2 separate regions of the Ovis aries genome follow, and region 1 is linked to region 2. The links are chromatin contacts, called in public Hi-C maps. All regions are on one chromosome and are shown on one strand. Each heading gives the region's core, a stretch centred on a gene start, on an enhancer-like site or on the middle of the called end of the contact. The rest is flanking DNA. Distances are from core to core; before and after follow the strand shown.

The links. A called contact is a pair of places that touch in the nucleus more often than the background predicts.
Region 1: a Hi-C map of hypothalamus shows a contact between it and region 2, with 6 times the contacts expected there. The contact joins two enhancer-like sites. A contact is called at or near these places in 5 of 16 Hi-C or Micro-C datasets (blood, hypothalamus, muscle and 1 more).

Annotation. Positions count from the first base shown.
Region 1 is chr5:17,159,074-17,161,773 of ARS-UI_Ramb_v3.0, reverse strand. No RefSeq gene overlaps it. Among named protein-coding and RNA genes, the nearest start is that of FEM1A, 15 kb to the left of the region's middle. Within about 2 kb of position 1,338, at least 21 of the 54 cell types and tissues checked have an H3K27ac peak or open chromatin away from gene starts, as enhancers often do. A contact at or near this core is called in hypothalamus, where this site is marked.
Region 2 is chr5:16,996,775-16,999,474 of ARS-UI_Ramb_v3.0, reverse strand. It overlaps KDM4B (lysine demethylase 4B), which reads left to right. Exons shown (of 23, transcript XM_042250113.1): 2 at 2,452-2,617. The coding sequence starts at 2,477. Among named protein-coding and RNA genes, the nearest start is that of KDM4B, 34 kb to the left of the region's middle. Within about 2 kb of position 1,429, at least 13 of the 54 cell types and tissues checked have an H3K27ac peak or open chromatin away from gene starts, as enhancers often do. A contact at or near this core is called in hypothalamus, where this site is marked.

The sequences.
Region 1 (2,700 bases), core at 89-2,588, 160 kb before region 2:
CCCACCCTGGGCCCCCTTTCTAGAAGGCCCTCTATTTGCATGGGCAGAGGAGAGGGGGAGGAGGTGGCTACACAGCCTCCAGAAACTTCCTTCTTCTGACTCCACTAGACTTTCATTTTCCCAAGCGAGGGCCTGTCTGGCCTGGTTATGGGTCAGGGTAACCAGCATCACGACCTCTGGCAAAGGCCCAGGACAGAGCCAGACCTGAACAGGAAGCAGATGCTTCTAGAAGAAACAAGACACTGGTTGCTTCATCACGGGCTGTCTGCAGACCTCCACACCAGCACCCTGGTGGACATCTCTGCCCAGGCATGTGTTTGTCCATTACCTCACCTAAGGGGAGAGCCTCGACACTCCACAGCCATCACTGGGTGGGAATGGTGCAACCAGAAAATAAAAAATAAAAGTATGATTTCTTCTATTTTTATTCCACCCTGCAATGGATGGCTTGATCAACCCCGAGGCACCCCACTGCTCTAGCTATCCAGCTTCCAAGAGTGCTTCTCATACTGGTTATGAAGGGGCTTTGAGGGGGGAGAATACTATGCAGCCATGAAAAAGAGTAAGACCAAGCAAACAGCACTAGCCCATGCTCCTGACAGTAGGGGCGGCCTAAGAATGCATGCTCTTGCTCTGCCGAGTGAAAGAAGTCAGACACCACAGACCATATACTGTGTGATACCATTGATACGAAACGTCCAGAGACAGACAGCAGATTCATGGTTGCCAGGGGCTGAGGAGGGCCCTGCCAAGTGACTGCTACTGGGGATGTGGCTTCTTTAAGAAGTGATGAGAACATTCTGGAATTGGTAATGACTTTGCAATATATTGATTATACTAAAAACCACTGAAGTGTACACTGAAAAATAAGATAACTCTCATAGGAAATAAATTCAAGCTTTAGATTTTTAAAAAGGGAAAAAAATTGGAAAAACTTCCCCTTTTGCTTTTTTTTCGGGGGGCGGCTGTACTGGGTCTTTGCTCCTGCAGAAGAGCTTTTTCTAGCTATGGCTAGCAGGCCTGTTCTCGAGTTGCAGCACTCAGGTTTCTGATTGCAGTGACTTCTCTTGTTTCCAAGCACAGGCTCTAAAGCACTCGGGCTCAGTAGTTGTGGCTGGTCGTAGTTGTGGCTCTACAGCATACGGAATCTTCCCGGACCAGGGATCAAACCAGTGTCTCCTGCACTGCAAGGTGGATTCTTAACTGCTGGACCACCAGGCAAGCCCCTCCTCTGTTTTCCCTTCAGGGCTGTTTGGCCTAGAGGAAGCACCCCCAGGCCCATGGAGCCATGCGAGGTGGGCTGGTCTCTGAGCCGGAGGTCGCCACCAGGGGGCGCTGGAGCAGCAGGAATCGTGGCCTCCTGTGAAGTTGACCGTTCCTACAGGGTCTCTCCTCCAGGCCTTTGCCAGTGCTGTGCCCAACCCCAGGGACACTTTTGCCCACCAGTGGTTCATTCTGACATAAGCCTCTGGTGTCAGCTGACTTCCTCCTTCCAGAAGGTCCTCTTAATCCCCCCCTAGGCTGGTCAAGGATCCCCTTTGAGCCCCCTACACTTTGTCACAGTCCTGACCACCCTGTAACTCTGTCTCTGAAACTGCTCCATGACCCCTGGGAGGACAGCACAGAGGTGTCTCAGGTCACCTAAGGGGGTGACCACTCAGTCAGCCCTGTGTCCAAGGGCCTGCACATTGTAGCAGCTCAATAAATGTCGGTTGGCTAAATGGATGGAAGAACCCACATCCTCTCCACTTACTGCCCAGTAAGCTCCATGGGGGCAGGGACCAGGCCTGTGACCACAGTGCTCAGCAGGATCTGCCCACAGTACGTGCTCACCAACTGTCAGTCAAAAGGATTCACTTTACTGAACAGTTACTGTGTGCCATGGTCTGCGGTGGGTTCTGAAAATGCTGCAGTGACCAAGACAGATCAGCCCCAAGCTCCCTCAGGGTGGGCAGGCTGTAGTGGAGAAGCCAGAAATTAGCAAGTAATGAAGTGAACAGGAATAGTTCAAAGAATTTTTTGAAATCAAGGCCATAAATTCACAAGCTGCTAAAATCCAGTAGAGAGACACCTGGCTCCTTATCCTGCCCCCAAAGACTGCTTGTGAGCTGTATGACCTTAGATAAATGACGCCACCCCTCCTGACCTCAGTTTCCTCATCTGTAAACTGGGAACACTGTTTCTAGTTCCCATGGCCATTGAGAGAATGAAGTGAGTGCAGGCCTGCAAGCTCGGTCACTCAGTCATGTCCAATTCTTTGCCACCCCATGGACCTAGCCTGCCAGTTTCCTCTGTCCATGGAATTTTCCAGGTAAGAAGACTGGAGCAGGTTGCCATTTCCTCCTCTAGGGGATCTTCCCGACCCAGAGATCAAACTCATGTCTCCTGCATTGGCAGGCAGATTCTACACCACTGAGCCACCTGGGGTGCCATCCACTACGTGAAGCCCTCAGCTCAGGGCTTTCAAAACGATCATCTTTTAAATACATTTGGGTTGATGCAGTGATGTACCTACCAGAGTTCCAGACCGAAGCTTGCCAGGTCCATGGCACAAGTGAGAAAGATGCAGCCCAGAAAAGGGCTGTGACTTGTGACTCACAACATTTCAGGGACGAAATAAAAGCTCACGTTCTGAATGTGCCCTCTTCTCCCTCCACCGGGGTCTAGCCCCCAGCCTCACTGGCCTGGACTCGCAGCTTC
Region 2 (2,700 bases), core at 180-2,679:
AGAGTCCTGCAGCCGTTGCCACAGTTGACTGGGGAACGTTTCCATCGCTCCCTACAGAAACCCGACCTTGGCCTCTGGGGCCCTTCTGGGTCTGCTCCATCCCACTGTGGCAGGTGTCAGGGCTTCCTTTCATTCCGTGGCTGAGCCACGCTCCCAACGTGCCGCTGAGTGGAGGGGCTTGGTTTGTGTACCTTCATTTGCTGATGGACACTCGAGGTGCTTCCAACTTTTGGCTGCTGTGAGTCGTGCTGCTGTGGACATCTGTGTATAAGTTTTTGTGTGGACAGATGTTTCTTGGGTGGGTACTTAGTGGTAGGATTGCTGACTTGTGCGGTCAGTGCCACATTTAACTTCGGGGAACTGCCGGGCTGTTTTCCCCAGCGGCAGGCCAGCTGGGAGTCGGGCTTCCTGTTTCTGCGCCTCCTCGCCTGCCCTTGTCATTACCTGCTTTCTCACTCTGGCTGCTGAGGGCAAGGTGTATCTCTCTGTGGTTTCCATTTGCTTTTCCCTGGTGGCTGACCGCCTCGAGCATCTTTCCATGCGCTTATTGGCCATCTGTGTCTCTTTGGAAAAATGTCTGTTCGAGTCCTTTGCCCACTGTTTAATTGTGCTGCTTGTCTGTTCACGACTGAGTCGTTAGAACCCCGCTTGTCTTGCCACGGCATGGTCTGGTCAAGAGTGTGTCCGTCTTTCTGGACTGTTCTGTGAGTTCCCTCATGGGGGGTCCTCGGTCCCCCTGTGTTCCCAGAAGGTTGGCCCAGGGCTGGATTTCAGTCAGATTCCTTTTGTTATCTTTTTAAGTAAGCACGTGTTTGATTTTCATTTGCCCTCCTTTAAAGAAACGTGCCACGGGTTATGGAGTATTGGGATTATAAACTGTTTTAATTTTCTTTTTCATATTTACTTACTGAAAGCTTCATTGCAAAGGGCACGAATAAGAGGAAAAACCTCACACTCGCCTCCCTGCTGAGCTGAACCTACATGGCGGTGGCGGGTGGAGAAGCCGGGGCTCTTGCTGGGTGCAGCTGTAGGAAGCTCCACCTGCTCGCATCCCCGCCCCTTGATGGGAAAGTGGAGGGCGCTTGGGTGGGCAGGACCCTGGGGCCACCCCACCCTGCGCAGGACAGGCTGGTCTTGAGGGGAGACAGGTGTCCTGCTTGGGCTCATCTCCCACCAACAATGTGGGGCAGGGATGGGGGGCAGTCCCTGAGGAAGGGTGGGCTCCCCGCTTGGTGATACAGTGGTGACCCTGTGTGTGCCAGGACCCCCAGAGCCTGTACCAGTTCTGCCAGCCGTGAGTGTGACCGTCACAGCGGGGCCTTGCCTGCCGCCCCCGCCCCTGCCCTGTACGCCCAAGTGTAGCGTGGGGTGGCCCAGGGCCCAGCCTGGTTCCAAGGAGCTGCCTGGCTTGGCGGCTGTTCCTGGGCCTGTGGTGCCCTCTAGTGCCCACTGTGGGGAGTGTATTTGGAGAGCTGGTGGCTGTGACTTGGTGAATGGACACCGCCTGCCACTTTCCAGACAGGCAGGAGTCCTGCCCTTCTCACCCCCCCCCCCCCCCCCCCGCCCCTACTCACTTTGTGGGAGTGTGGGCTTGGTGAGTTTTCCTCTGAGTTCTGGGTGTGCGTGCACTGGGGTTCCTACCTTGTCCACATCCTGGAGCGAGTCTGGTTTTCTCTTCTTCGGAGAATTTAATCTGCCAACAGGGACCCTCCCCCTTTGTGTATCCCTCAAGTGTCTCCCTGACTAGAATGGGCCACAGCCTCCCTGCTGGTCCCTGTGACTCTCAAAACAGGATGGGCCTCTCTAGCCTGCAGCCTTGTCACCTGGAGGAGGTCCTCCCACCCCACTGACTCTCCCCCTCTATGCCACGTGGTCCAGGCTTGGCTGTAGCCCGGGGTGATGGGGCTCTGCTCTCCTGGTTTCGGGTCCTGCCTTGTGCAGCCTGTGGGTCGCTTGCATGGGTCGCTGGGGCCTGGGCTCCCTGACAGCAGCTGGCCCATTGCTTGAGGGACCCAGGCGCTGCTTGCCTGCTTGCCTCCTTGCCCATGGTGGCCCTGCCTGAGGAGGGCTTCCCTATTCAGGAAACACACACATATGACCTTACTCCCTTTTCCAGTCTGCCCCATGCCGCTGCCCCTGGATTCCAGCTCCATGATCAATGTCAGTGAATCTGGACATGGCCCTGATATGAAAAGATTTTTATTTCCAGGGCCCCTTGTTTGAAATGGGGGCTCAGGCCTCCAGCATCGCAGGGGCTCTTAGGACGAGTCATCTCTCTTTGTAATTAATTGAAGTCATTTGGTCTTTTGTGTGGGAGATGAAGCAGCCCTGGCTCCCCTGGGCCCCATTCAGCTGCACAGCCTCTGTCCTTGGGTAGGGTGCTTTGGGCCCTTGTGGGGGCCAGGGGGCCGGCTGGCAATGGTGGTGCTGACGTCCTCTGTCTCTTCACAGGTGTGGCCATCCCCCCGCCGCAGCCATGGGGTCTGAGGATCATGGGGCCCAGAACCCAAGCTGTAAGATCATGACGTTCCGCCCAACCATGGAGGAGTTCAAGGACTTCAACAAATATGTGGCCTACATTGAGTCCCAGGGGGCCCACCGGGCGGGCCTGGCCAAGGTGAGTGACCCCTGGCCCTGTAGCCATTTTCCATGGCTGCTGCCCTGTACCCACCCCACCCCCGCCCCGGGACTTGGGGCCCA